3 separate regions of the Mus musculus genome follow, and all the other regions are linked to region 1. Evidence: chromatin contacts called from public HiChIP or PLAC-seq data. All regions are on one chromosome and are shown on one strand. The core of a region is the stretch at or near the end of the contact, and the rest is flanking DNA. Distances in the headings are between cores, read along the strand shown.

Region 1 (4,034 bases), core at 795-3,294:
TTGGCCATCAAAACTGAAACAGAACAAGGCCAGTGCTGGGTGCTGTCTTAGTTTTTTCTGTTGCTAAAACAAAATACCGGAGACTGGGGAAAATGGATTTTTTTTTTTTTTTTTTTTTTTGTGAGGAAAACATATTTGCTAAATCCTGACCTCAAGCTGAAACTACAGTCAGTCTGACCTTAGGGCATGTGCGACCCTTACAGAAACTTTCTCTAATATACTTTGTTTTGCTTCTGTAACTCCGATCAAACAGAGGCACCATGGTGACACTACTGTGCCCTCTTCTTATTAAAAGTTCGCATCCTGTCATGCTTGCTAACAGCCATCACAGCTATGTCAACGGGAGGTACTGAACTTGTGTTTTTTACCTTTATAATCCCCTGTTCACTTAGCTCAGGGCTGCCTCTAGACTTGTCACAGGACTGTGTGCCCTGGGTGGGTTTGTGTGACTCGAGAAAGCCTTCCAATTCATAAAGAGCCTGTCCTGGTCTCCTTCTCTTGGGTTAGCTCAGCTACAGCAGATTGGAGGCTGGAAGTTTTAAGACGGAATGGCTGCACCTGGCAAGGACAATGTGCTCATTCACCTCATGGTGGAAAGAAAGGAGTGTAGTTGTCGAATGAGGAGAAGCATCCATGTGTCATGGTAACAGAAGTGCTTGACTCACTTCGTAACAATCTGTTCTTGAAGTAACTAAGCCAGCCTTAAGAAAATTAGCCCAGTCTCTCAGGGAAAACAATGATCTACCTGTAAAGGCTACGTCTCAGGGCCCCGTAAATATTCTACAACTCCCCGATGCCGCTGAATTGAAATTGTAGCATCATATGTGAGTTTCAGAGGAAACGAATCATTTATGCTGTGAGCTGAAGTTACCGAATGGAAGAGATATGGGCTGCACCTGTGTGAAAGAGTGTCCATGGCCAAATGACCAAAGTTCAAAATTGGAGAGTTACTAGGAATACCATTATTTACCATCTCAAATGCACAGGGCAGCTTTTGCTGTTTGCAGCAACCCGCTTACCTGCGGCCCCCACAGAGGTATTTGGTAAACACCATGATTTATGAGTTTCTCTATTCTGCAACTAATAAAAAGTTTATGGTACTTGGGGAAAATTCTGTGTTCCTGAGCCATGGCCGCTCTTATTTAACTCCAGAATACATTTTTATCTCTTATTCCCTTTGAGGCCGCTTTTGTGTTAACAATAACCACGGGAGGCACAGAAACAAGAAGAGGCAGATACCAGAAGCTGGGTGAAGCACCAACTATATTGCTGAATCATGCTGAGTGGTACTTGAACAACCACAGCCCAGATGAGCCATTTCTTTATGTGTCCCTGCCAAGAAGTGGGGCTTAATAACCTAGAAAAATCTTTGATTCATTAATTAATAAGGTGAACTTTAATTCTCTCTCTCTCTCTCTCTCTCTCTCTCTCTCTCTGTGTGTGTGTGTGTGTGTGTGTGTGTGTGTGTGTGTGTCTTTCTCTTGTCTCTCTCTCCCTTTCTCTCTGTCTCTCACTCTCTTCCTTCTCTCCCTTTTTCATGCCATGCACTCGAGAGGGTAGGGGACCCACAGTAGAAGGGCAAGAACTCAGGGTCCCATTCATCACTAGTATGAATGACTGTCCCAAGTAGAAGCCCTTCCTCTCAGCCTCTGGGGTCAGGATCACCCGGGGCAGCTCCGTTAACTTCCTGCTGAGCCTTACTGTCCCCACCTCTTCGAGTTTCTCTTTGTTTGGGGCCAGCATCTGTTTCCTTTTGTCGTGGTTCCTGTGGCTTCCTCTGCTTGCCCAGGTTTTGTTTGCGAATCCTTTCCTGGAGCAGGCACTCTTTGGGAAGAAAGCCCTTCTCCAGGCTCTTAGAGATGGAGTGCCTTGCAACTTGAACACCAGTTCTCTGGATCACTGGTCTATGCATTCTAAGGCAACGAGCAGTCCAACCCTAGGACCGTGGAAGTTTCTCACAACTTTGTAGCTTAGGAGCCTGATTTCTACCTCATGGCCCAGAGTGTTCATTCTGCACAGTAGGAACCTGGCAGAGCATACAAAGAGGCATGCCTCCTGCTTGCCAGGGAATGGTTTACTCACTTCCTGCTTGTCAGATGAAGAGCATACAAAGTTGTCTGAGTAAACAATTCAAGCATGTGAGTCACACAATATCAGCCTGGTACACTCTGAGCATCTGTTTATGGTAGCAGCAATGGATATTAATGTTATCGTTCCGGGACACACACATCCCCAAAGAAGTGTTGAGGGGATTTCATAAATGACTTTGAATTCTGAGATCAAATATCATTTTACTGATCACCGATCTCTCAGGAGCAAGCTCTGCTCTGTCACATGCTTCCTGGATCTTTGTTTGGTGCATGACAGGTACCCAAGAGAGATGAGCTGTCTTGCTGCAGATAGAAGTTGCTGGAGGCAGAGACAGAGTGGTGGTGGAGGAGGATATACACTCATATATGTGAATTTTAATCAAAGCAGCAAAGATTAATTAAGGGGGTTAAAAATAAGGTTTATTGGCCTGAATTGATTATTTCTGAACAATATGTTAAAAGTCAAAATCAAATTTGAATTGACAAAAAGCAAGTTTACTCTTTTAAACATTTTTTCTTAGCACAATCTACTCACTTGAACATTCATTCATCTTCCTTCCCTTTGAATAGTGTTAAGTTTACCAAAATTGCAAAAATCTCAATAGTCCTCACACAGATTACCAATTCTACTTATGTGTATGCATGTGTGTGATTGTACATGTGCATGCATGCATGTGTGATTACATATGTGCATGTGTGCATTCCTGAAGGACAAAGGTTAATGTCAGGTGTACTCCTATATTGTTCTCCACCTTAATTTTTTGCATATGTTTTGTATGTGGTAAGTGTGCATTATGCATGTGTGTTTGAATGTGCACTATGTGTATGAGTGCATGTGCATACATCGATATGGAGTCCCGATACTGATGTTGGGTTTCTTCTTTGCTTACTCTCTACTTTGTATATTGAAGCAAGGTCTCTTGTTTGAATTCAGAGCCCATCAATCTAGGGCCAGCTTGGTCTACTTGGATTACAGGCAGACCACACACACACACACACACACACACACACACACACACACACACATACACACATATCAGCATTTGTATAGGCACCGAGGATCCAAACTCGGACCTTCACGATTATGCAGCAAGCACTTTAACCCACTCTACCATTTCCTCAGATTATCAATTATTAATGAGTTGCTTCCTTTACTTTAACCATTTCTCTCTCAGTGCACACATGTTATTTTTTCTGGACAATTTAAGAACTCATAGCAAACATTATGTGACTTACTCCCAAAATTTTCAGCACGGATTTTGTAAGACAAGATAGTCTCTCTCTAACCATACTACAAGGACCAAGTTCAGGTAAATTAAATGGACATAATAGTAAGGTCTAACTCACAATACAAATTCAATTTTCATCTATTGTTTCACTAACATCCATTATGGATATTTCTTCCTTGAAATAGAATCCAACTGTATGTAAGTTTCCTTCCAAGCTTTAGTCTATAGTAGGTCCTCAACCTGTCATTACCCTTAAAAATAATGATCCCCCCCCCCCCCGAAAGATCTTCTAGTATATCCCAAGGAGCCTGAAGTACTAGCATTTCTTGGAGAAATACCCTGATTTGTATAATGTGTTGCTGTGTCCTTCTCAGTTAGTCTGAACCTCTCAGGAGCATCTAAAGCCCATTAGCCCCACTGTTCCAGATAGTAGCCTTTCTCATGTGGTAGCACATTATTTGTGAGCTCCATCACAAATTGTTGCTTGAAAGGGAAAAAATCTAGGGTCTTTCTAAGAATTTGCATCTCCTTTGAATAAATGCGGGACTTAACAGCCTCAAAATTCCCCAACATGTTTTTTACTTTCAAAGGTAAATAAGCAGATGCCTTCAAAATAATCAAGCAAGCATATCCCAGGATAACTCTAAGACAAAAGAAAAAGGAAGAGTCAGGTGTGCTGGCTTGCATCTATGGTCCAAGAGCTTTGAGGAAGGGG
Region 2 (4,034 bases), core at 892-3,391, 480 kb before region 1:
CTTAGAGGCAAGTGAAGAAGCCACAGTACAGCAGTCGGGAGCTGGCCTTTAGAGCCACATTTACAAAGTTAAATGTGGCTATCACAGTGCGACCTTGAGCAAACTACTTCATGTCTCTGTGTTAGTTTCATCACCCACAAAATACCAGCAACAACAGGACCCAGCGCCACAGGATTGTTACAAGAATTAATGAGCTACTATTTGAATGATTTGAATAGTACCTGGTCCCTGGTGACTTCGAATACATTTATTTTTTTTTTAAAGCTGAAGTAAAGAGGCTGACAAATGTACAGGCCAGTAAAACAAAAGCCATTTGAGCCTTTAAGGAAAATGTAAACTATGTAATATGTGTGCCCTTAATTTTTCTATTTTGAATAGCTTCCTGTAACTACAAGCTATTCAGAGTAACTTGAAGCCATTTAGGTCAGCAACACACATAGTGCCTGCTTTCATATCAAACTGTTATTTACTCCATTAATTATTTTCAAATTAGCAAAAATAGGACACATTGAGAAGAATTCCATTTACACAATTTCTATGGGGGAAGGGAGGATAAATTAAAAACTACCATCAGTGTTATGTAGTTGCCAGAGCCTAAACAAACCCACGCTTATAAAGATAGGATTAAATACGCAAATAATAGGGCTGACTCTGACTCAAAATAAATGTGAATGGATCCTCCCCTCAAATTAAGTGAATGGACATAATACCAAGAACTTTTCAGATTGCCAGAACTACTTAGCTGAACAGCCGAAGACACCCATCAAGCTAAACTAACATCCTGTAACTGCCACACCATGAACTTGGACAATAAGCTATCTTAAAATCCTATCTGTTCTCTGCTAAGCCCAATTGTCACAACCACAATGCAACTTTCAAGCATACTTAATAAAAACAAATTCTCTGTCAAGCTGAGTAAAGTAAATGACAGGGGAACCCCAAACTAGATTCTCAGCAAAGAAACCAAGCTATCTGTCACAAGTTGCTGGAAACGGTATCAAACACTTTCCTAAACAGGCTGAAAACATAGATAATGCAGATGTAACTGGGGGGTGGGGGGTGGGGGGGGTTGCTGTTGCCACCCAGTCTTCAGTGGTATTCTCTTTAAAGTTAAGCTTTCCTCGCATAAACGTGGGAAACAAAACACTGCTCTTCTTTAAGCAACAGCTAGTCCTTTTGCTTATTCAAGGATGTGTTCTCTTGGCTTCAAATACTTCTATAGTCGCTTAATTAAAAACACAGATTAGAATGATTTAGAAGTAGCAACGATTCCTAATACTTCTCCCATGTCCCTTCCTAAAGGCAAAAACAAACTAGGGCAAAAAACTGCCAGGCCTCAAAACCCAGGTAGTCTACCTTACTTTGCCTCAAGTTTGAAAGTTAGAAATAAGCTACCAATGGACAGAGAAATACCGGGTTGTGGTTGGAAGGAAGAGTAAAGGGCAAAGGACTTCGCTAGCACAATTTCCGGGACAGTCAAAAGTGTGACCCTAGCACCCCCGTCTCTGCTTTTACCATCAGCAGGATCGCAAGGATAGCATATGCGTTAGGAAAGCGGGGCTTAGCCTGCCGGCCGCCACTATTCCTCGGGTCTCTTTAGGGAAGGAGATCACCGAGGGTTGAGATCGGAGAGCTCCACGGTCCCCCAGGGAGGTGCAGGAAGGCGCGACCTCAGGGCAGCAGCAGCCACCACGCTAACTGGACCTGTAGAGGCCGCTCGTGCCGCCGCCTCCCGGGGCAACGACGGACAGCAGGCCGCGCTGCCGGCACCTCAACAGCCGCGGCCCCACCGGCAGCAAAGCCCAGGCCGCTCCCACGCCTCCCGCCGCACCACCCACGGCGCGCGGCAAGGCAAAGTTTGGCTGTCGCCGTTAGGCCTGAACTTTCCCGCCCGTCGCGCAGGTCGCCGCCGCCGCCGTCCCCCGCATTGCCGGCCTGGAGGCCCAGCTCCGACACACCCGCGCGGTGCACTTACTCAGCTTGCTCCCGCAGGGACGGGGGCTCCGTGGCGGCCATCTTGAACTTCCCGACTCCTCCGCGATGCTGGCGGCGGCTCGGCGAACCGTGGACGCCAGTGGAAGCGGAGGAAGAAGGGACAGGCAGCCGCGCATGTGCGGAGCACGTAGAGAAAAGCGGCACTCGGGAGTCCGCGCTAAGAATCCGGATAGAAAAACTCGGCGTCCGGGGGCGGGGCGCGGAACGTAACTTCCGGGGCTAGGGGGCGGGCCGTGGGGAGAAGAAGGCCTGATTCACTTAGAGCGCTGGTTATGTGTGTAAGTGTGAGTGTGTAAGTGTGTAAGTGTAGGGACCTGCTGGAGACAGCAGCAAAGAAAGGGGTCGGGTGCATTGCTGAGAGCTGATTCTCCATGTGATCCAGTAGTGGGTGAAACCTGCTGTGTCTCTCCTTGTTGCTGATTGGCTAGCGGAGAGCTCGTAGACCTGGCCTAATTTAAACAGCCAGAATATCTGCCAGGTCCCCTTTTGACCTTCTGTTCTTTATGGTATGCTTTATATGGGAATTAAGTTTTCTGTTTCTGGGAGGAATACGTTGGAGATAATGGTGATACTGAAATAAGACCGATTTCCGATTTACAGACACCATTCTTCACAGAGTAAAATAAAGCACTTCTAAGCCCGGACACACAAAATAAATGTAATAAAAATGCTCTTGTCGGGCAGTGGTGGCGCACGCCTTTAATCCCAGCACTCGGGAGGTAGAGGCAGGCGGATCTGAGTTCGAGGCCAGCCTGGTCTACAGAGTGAGTTCCAGGACAGCCAGGGCTACACAGAGAAACCCTGTCTCGAAAAACCAAAAAATAAATAAATAAAAAATAAAATAAATAAAGCACTTCTAAAGGAGCTGGTGCTGGAAAACTTTTCCATGGAAGATTTTCTTTTTCACCCAAGTTCATTTCCACGCTATTACGAATTGGAGAGCGAAATCGATGCCTAAAGGCATCCCAAGCTGTTACTGTTAGCAGATATTGAAACATTAGCTTACTCGTGCAGGAAACGTTTACAAAGTGACAGACCAGACAATTACAATTCCTTGGGTTTTTTTTTTTTTTTTTTTTTTTTTCCTCTTCGGGGCCCTGGTAAAGGAACCGCCCGACCCATAGCCGCAGTTTCCGCGGATCAGGACGGAAGTGAGCTCTGCACAGCGGAACCAGCTTCCCGGAAGTCTTTTGGCCAGCCGGAGAGACGCATGCGTGCTGGTGGCCAGAAGAAAGCGTGGGCGTGTTCAAAGCTGCGGGCGGTGGTTGTGGCGTTAGAACTGCGGCGGGCAGCTATGGGGAGGCCCTCCCAGTTCCCTGCTCCAGCTCAGCTGGTCTCCGCCTCCCGATCTCAGCCCCGACCTCTCCTCTGCGGCAACGTCAGCACAGCGGCTTGCCAAGATTGCGTCTGAGCGTACCCCAAGATCCCTCAAGTAGAGGTCCGCCTTGTTCGGTGACACCGTGGAGACCACGGCGCCGGCAGACAATGCAAAAAGTTGAGGCTTTGGAGGCAAGCGTGTCTTTGTGAACGTTTCATCTTTTCCTACCATCTGTGGTTGCTTCAAGTATTATTCCAAACGAGCTGGGCATTCTTTAAATAATTGAAAAATATATTTGAAATATGTGTATTTCTGTGGAGAGCTACTAATCTCGTACACGGTTGCCATGGAACCCAGTGAGCTCTCAATAGGCTAATTGTAACAGACTACAAACAAATTACGAGCATCGTAAAACCCGTTGACTCTTGGAGTTTCCAGGTGTCTTTGAAGAGTGTAGAAGCCATTTGAGCAGCACTTAGGTTTAAAATTGGGATTTGGACCTTTAATGGGAAGACGCCAAACTGGTGTTAACACGCTTGAGGCATCATGCCTGTCTTAGTGTAATTTTTTTGTTGTTTTAAAATACTTCTGTGCATTTGTGAATTTGGACAAACTCAAAGTAAAGGAAAATCATCCCCCAAGTGGATAATTCCACGTTGAACCAGCCCGAACATGTTGGCTTATTTTTAGCCCTTTCCTATGTGAAATATTAAATTTCACA
Region 3 (4,034 bases), core at 915-3,414, 370 kb after region 1:
TTCTGTCTTCTTAAAACAGCATTAGAAGTTAAAAAGAAAACATTTTTTAAAGACTATGCAGGCTCCTTCAGGAAAGCCTGGAACCTTCCCTGCTCCAATTCCCTTCCACTGTGCATGTTCCATGCTGTTAATGATGGCCTAGCCTGTGTGACAGGAGAAGTAAGGCATATAAACTTACAGCAGGAAGCTGGGTGGTGGTGGCACATGCCTTTATTCCCAGCACTCAGGAGGCAGAGGCAGGCAGATCTCTGAATTGGGAGACCAATCTGGTCTACAAAGTGAGTTCCAGGACAGCGAGAACTGAGAAACCTTGTCTGGGGATGGGGGAAATAACGTTACAGGAGAGTCCCTCCAAAGAACATGTAGCAATATCTAGTTATTTTTCTCACACCTGGTGGGTGTTGTGAGGTTGACTTGTACTGTTGGCATCTTGCAGATGGAGGCCAGGAATGTTCCCAAATATCCTACTGAGTACAGGATAGCCCAACAAAGGAGGATGAAGTGCCAATGAGTGCCAGAATGGCCAACAAGGCCAAAGCGGCTGTGCAGCCCATCCTAACAGTGACTGTGGCTGGTGTAGGCGGCTTCAGTCTTCTACCCTAGCTCCTTCACTCACTTGTAGGTTGCAATATGGGCTTCCTAAAGGCACAAGATGACTCTGAAGCTGTCCTTTCTTGATTGGTGGCACACAGAAGAAACATATTTGTACAGCACACTGGAGAAAACTGAGGAAACAGTTTATTGGGCACAGGGAACAGTGCTAAGGCACCAGTCATATCCAGAGAGGAGGAGATGGTATTTCCCGATCAGTGTTTCCTGCACATCTGTTCCCTCTGTGGGGCTCACAGGGTGGGAAACTGCATGAAGCGCCAGAATGGTAGAGAAACTTTAGAAACTTAAAAGTAGACTTTTTACAGCAGCCAGAACCAGCAGCAGCTCTGCAATGACAGCCAGTACCTGAGCTGCAATGACAGCCAGTACCTGAAGATCTCTCTCTGCCCTGCACCTTTTTCTCCTTAGCACTCCTTAAAAATCTCTCACTAATTGATAATTTGATAGACTAGAATTACACATGATTCTTAAAGCTTAAGGTGACAGTACAGCATTGGATGCTCAAGTTAACAGATCCTATAGTTTTTAGAAGAGCCGTGGCTCATAGAAGGCATTTGAGCAGAACTTTTCTGACTCACAGTCCATGAAGCGGGAAGCTAGCTGATTTTACATTCTTTGAATGTTTTTTGTTTGTTTTCCCCTTACCCAATGAAACCACAGGAAACTGAGCAAATAACCTAAGTGATGACTATGACACAAGCTGAACGAAGGCCACCTTCCCCCAACATCTTCTCTCCCTTTGAAAACTCAATACACTGTATTTTTAATTTTTTTCCTCCTACTGGTCATGGACCGACCATTCATTCAGCGGTCTTTATGCTTGCATGTTCTGAAGAATCACTGTGGGCTTCAGATTTCTCTTCCCATCCACCAGTTCCAAACTGCATGACCCTGTGTGCTCAAATGCAGAGCTCATGCTGAGATAGAGTTCTGAAGGCTAGTGGGCAAACGGGGTTTGTGCACCAGACAAATAGTTTGCTTCCCACTGCCAGAGCCTGCCCAGGCTTAGCTCTGGCTGGCACGAATCAAGTGGTTCAGCAGGTCTATCCTGCAACATTGGTGAAGTGCCTGGGCCAACTTTCCCACTGTGGCCCCTTTGGTGCCTTCCCGCATCAGCCACTTCTGAAGCATTTGGTAAACTTTCTCTTTCAGTCCATCTCTTTCATAGTCATGGTCGATTTCATCGATCTGAGACTCAGTGAAGCCCAGCTTGCGGGCACAGTTTTTCCACTGCCTTCCCAGGTTTTCCCTGATAGGGTTCAGGTGTTCATCAGTCAGACTAGTGGTGTTATCTGTTAAATGGAAAAGAGAAGAAACATCAGGCTGCAGCCCATCTGACCAGTCTAGTGTCTGGTTTTGCTGAAAAGGCCCAGGAAAGTAAAGAATATGAAGAGACATAGAGAGAAATTGTTTTGTTTCGAGACAATCTTGCACTGTAGCCCCTTTGTCTCTCTGGGACTTGGATTATAGTGTGCACCACTATGCCTGGTGCTAACTTAGCTGTTATTGACTTGTTGGGCAATACTTGACCTAACCACAGCCACTCAGGAGTCTTTATATAGAGTTAAAATAGGCTGCTGTTTCCTCCTCGGCAGATGTGTAGCTTCCTGAGCCCTAACTGATGGCTTCATGAACAAAAGCCCTACTACATGGCTAGCTGTTCTATTCAACTCCCACTTGAGTCCTGTTCTAGTTAGACTAACTGGATATAATGGGCAGTGATGGGGTGGGGGTGGGGCAGGAAAACTGTCAACTTACACAGGGTGAAGTCCAAGGACACTCATTTCTAGACAGTTCACTTTCCTCTTTTTCCCCCTTCCCTCTCCCTTTTGCTCCAGCTCTGCTCCCTCCAACCCCCCCCCCCCCGTCACTCACTTTCCTCTTAACAAGGACACTGAGACCAAGTGTAACCTTCATTTAATTACTATGTCTTCCCTTATCTCTCAGTGGATGAGAATATAAACTTTTCAAGGTTTTTTTTTTTGTCTTATAAATCAAAGACTCTTCATTTTATATATACACAGCCTTTCTCTTGCTATTAGCTTCATCACCTTAGATGTTCATAAAAATAACACATATAGGGAACACATGAAGATAAGAAAAGGCCCAGTATTGTGGTGAATGCTTTTAATCCCAGTACTTGGGAGACAGAGGCAGGTGGATTTATGTGAGTTCAAGGCCAGTCTGATCTACATACAGAACAAGTACCAGGGCTATAGGTATGTCTCTCTCTGTGTACACACACACACACACACACACACACTCAGACTGGTAGTGGTGGTGGACAGGGAGATAGAGATAGACAGATACGGAGAGAAGGGAGAGAAGAAAAGACAAAGTCACCATAATAGTCTTTTGTTCTCATGCCACCTCAGAACCTTGTTTCTCCCTCAGCTCCATTCCTTCTTCAGTACCGTAGTGCAGAGTCCATCAACTATGGCAGCAGACTAAGACCCTCCTAAGATAACTGTAAATTGCCAGTGTCTGCAGGAGCCCTGGGTGTCAGTAGAGTCACAAAGGTAACTCCAGTTCCTCAAAAGCTAAGAACCCATCTCTCAGGCATTTTAAAGACCACTCCTCTAATGGAATAGTACAGGGATTGGTGTGGCCTAAGGGCCAAGTCTGGCTTCTGCTTTTTGTAAATAGTTTCAGGATCCATATCTGTCCTCATCTTTGTGCAAACTACCTGTGGCTGCTTCTGTACTCCAATTACAGAGAGGCCTCAGGGTCAGCAGAGCCTTGCCTAACCCTATGTAAATCAGAAAGTTGAATTCTGGCTTCTTTCTGAGACAGGGTCTTGCTATAGCCAGGGTGGCCTGGGACTCACCATCTTCCCACTTTAACTGCCCTAGTGATGGATTATTGGCATACATCACCACACATGGCAGAGTGCTGTGGACACCTCTGAGCACTCTTGTTTTGATTACAGAGTGCTGTGGACGGCATGGTCTCCTGCACTTTACAGAATCTCTTTGCTGTAGAGCCAAGGGAGCTATTTCCTTAAGTCTGAACAGGATCATGGGTGATACATGGGTTTAACACTCCCAGGCGGTGCCCTATGTTTTCAACTCACACTGATTAGTTTAAACTTTATAGCACCACCACCAATTAGATACTGCAATTCTCCCTGTTTAAAAAAAAATAGATTACAAAAGATTAAAAACTACTGCGTAGGGGCTGGAGTAGATGGCTCAGCAGTTAAGAGCACTTGTTCTTGCTTGGGTCAGTTTCCAACATTCCCAGAGCTCACAACTATCCATAATTCCAGTTCCAAAGGATCTGACACCCTCTTCTGACCTTTGTAGGCACCAGTCGTGCATGTAGTACATGAAGACAAAACAGTCATACAAATAGTATATAAATCTAAAAAAATTAAGGAGGAAATATAGGACAACTCAGGGAGAACCTTAAAAGAAGATTCT

The links. HiChIP or PLAC-seq counts read pairs in DNA pulled down with a chosen protein or histone mark.
Region 2: a FOXA1 HiChIP or PLAC-seq map of pancreatic cancer cells shows a contact between it and region 1. The contact joins the promoter of Prpf4b here to the enhancer-like site in region 1. A contact is called at or near these places in 3 of 115 datasets of contacts at active chromatin or transcription factors (the NIH/3T3 cell line, bone marrow-derived macrophages and pancreatic cancer cells).
Region 3: a contact with region 1 is called in an HNF4G HiChIP or PLAC-seq map of pancreatic cancer cells. The contact joins two enhancer-like sites. A contact is called at or near these places in 1 of 15 datasets of contacts at CTCF or cohesin (embryonic stem cells), 3 of 484 Hi-C or Micro-C datasets (cerebral cortex, cortical neurons and embryonic stem cells), 1 of 115 datasets of contacts at active chromatin or transcription factors (pancreatic cancer cells) and 1 of 9 other capture datasets (liver).

Annotation. Positions count from the first base shown.
Region 1 is chr13:34,396,276-34,400,309 of GRCm38.p6, reverse strand. No RefSeq gene overlaps it. Among named protein-coding and RNA genes, the nearest start is that of Slc22a23, 53 kb to the right of the region's middle. Within about 2 kb of position 2,044, at least 68 of the 459 cell types and tissues checked have an H3K27ac peak or open chromatin away from gene starts, as enhancers often do. A contact at or near this core is called in the NIH/3T3 cell line and pancreatic cancer cells, where this site is marked.
Region 2 is chr13:34,873,636-34,877,669 of GRCm38.p6, reverse strand. It overlaps Prpf4b (pre-mRNA processing factor 4B), which reads right to left and starts at 2,141. Exons shown (of 15, transcript NM_013830.3): 1 at 1,976-2,141. The coding sequence starts at 2,016. It overlaps Gm36839 (a long non-coding RNA gene), which reads left to right and starts at 2,430. Exons shown (of 2, transcript XR_382181.1): 1 at 2,430-2,501; 2 at 3,102-4,034.
Region 3 is chr13:34,030,366-34,034,399 of GRCm38.p6, reverse strand. Ripk1 (receptor (TNFRSF)-interacting serine-threonine kinase 1) reads right to left here. Exons shown (of 11, transcript NM_001359997.1): 11 at 1-1,904. The coding sequence ends at 1,618. Among named protein-coding and RNA genes, the nearest start is that of Bphl, 5.3 kb to the left of the region's middle. Within about 2 kb of position 2,164, at least 26 of the 459 cell types and tissues checked have an H3K27ac peak or open chromatin away from gene starts, as enhancers often do. A contact at or near this core is called in pancreatic cancer cells, where this site is marked.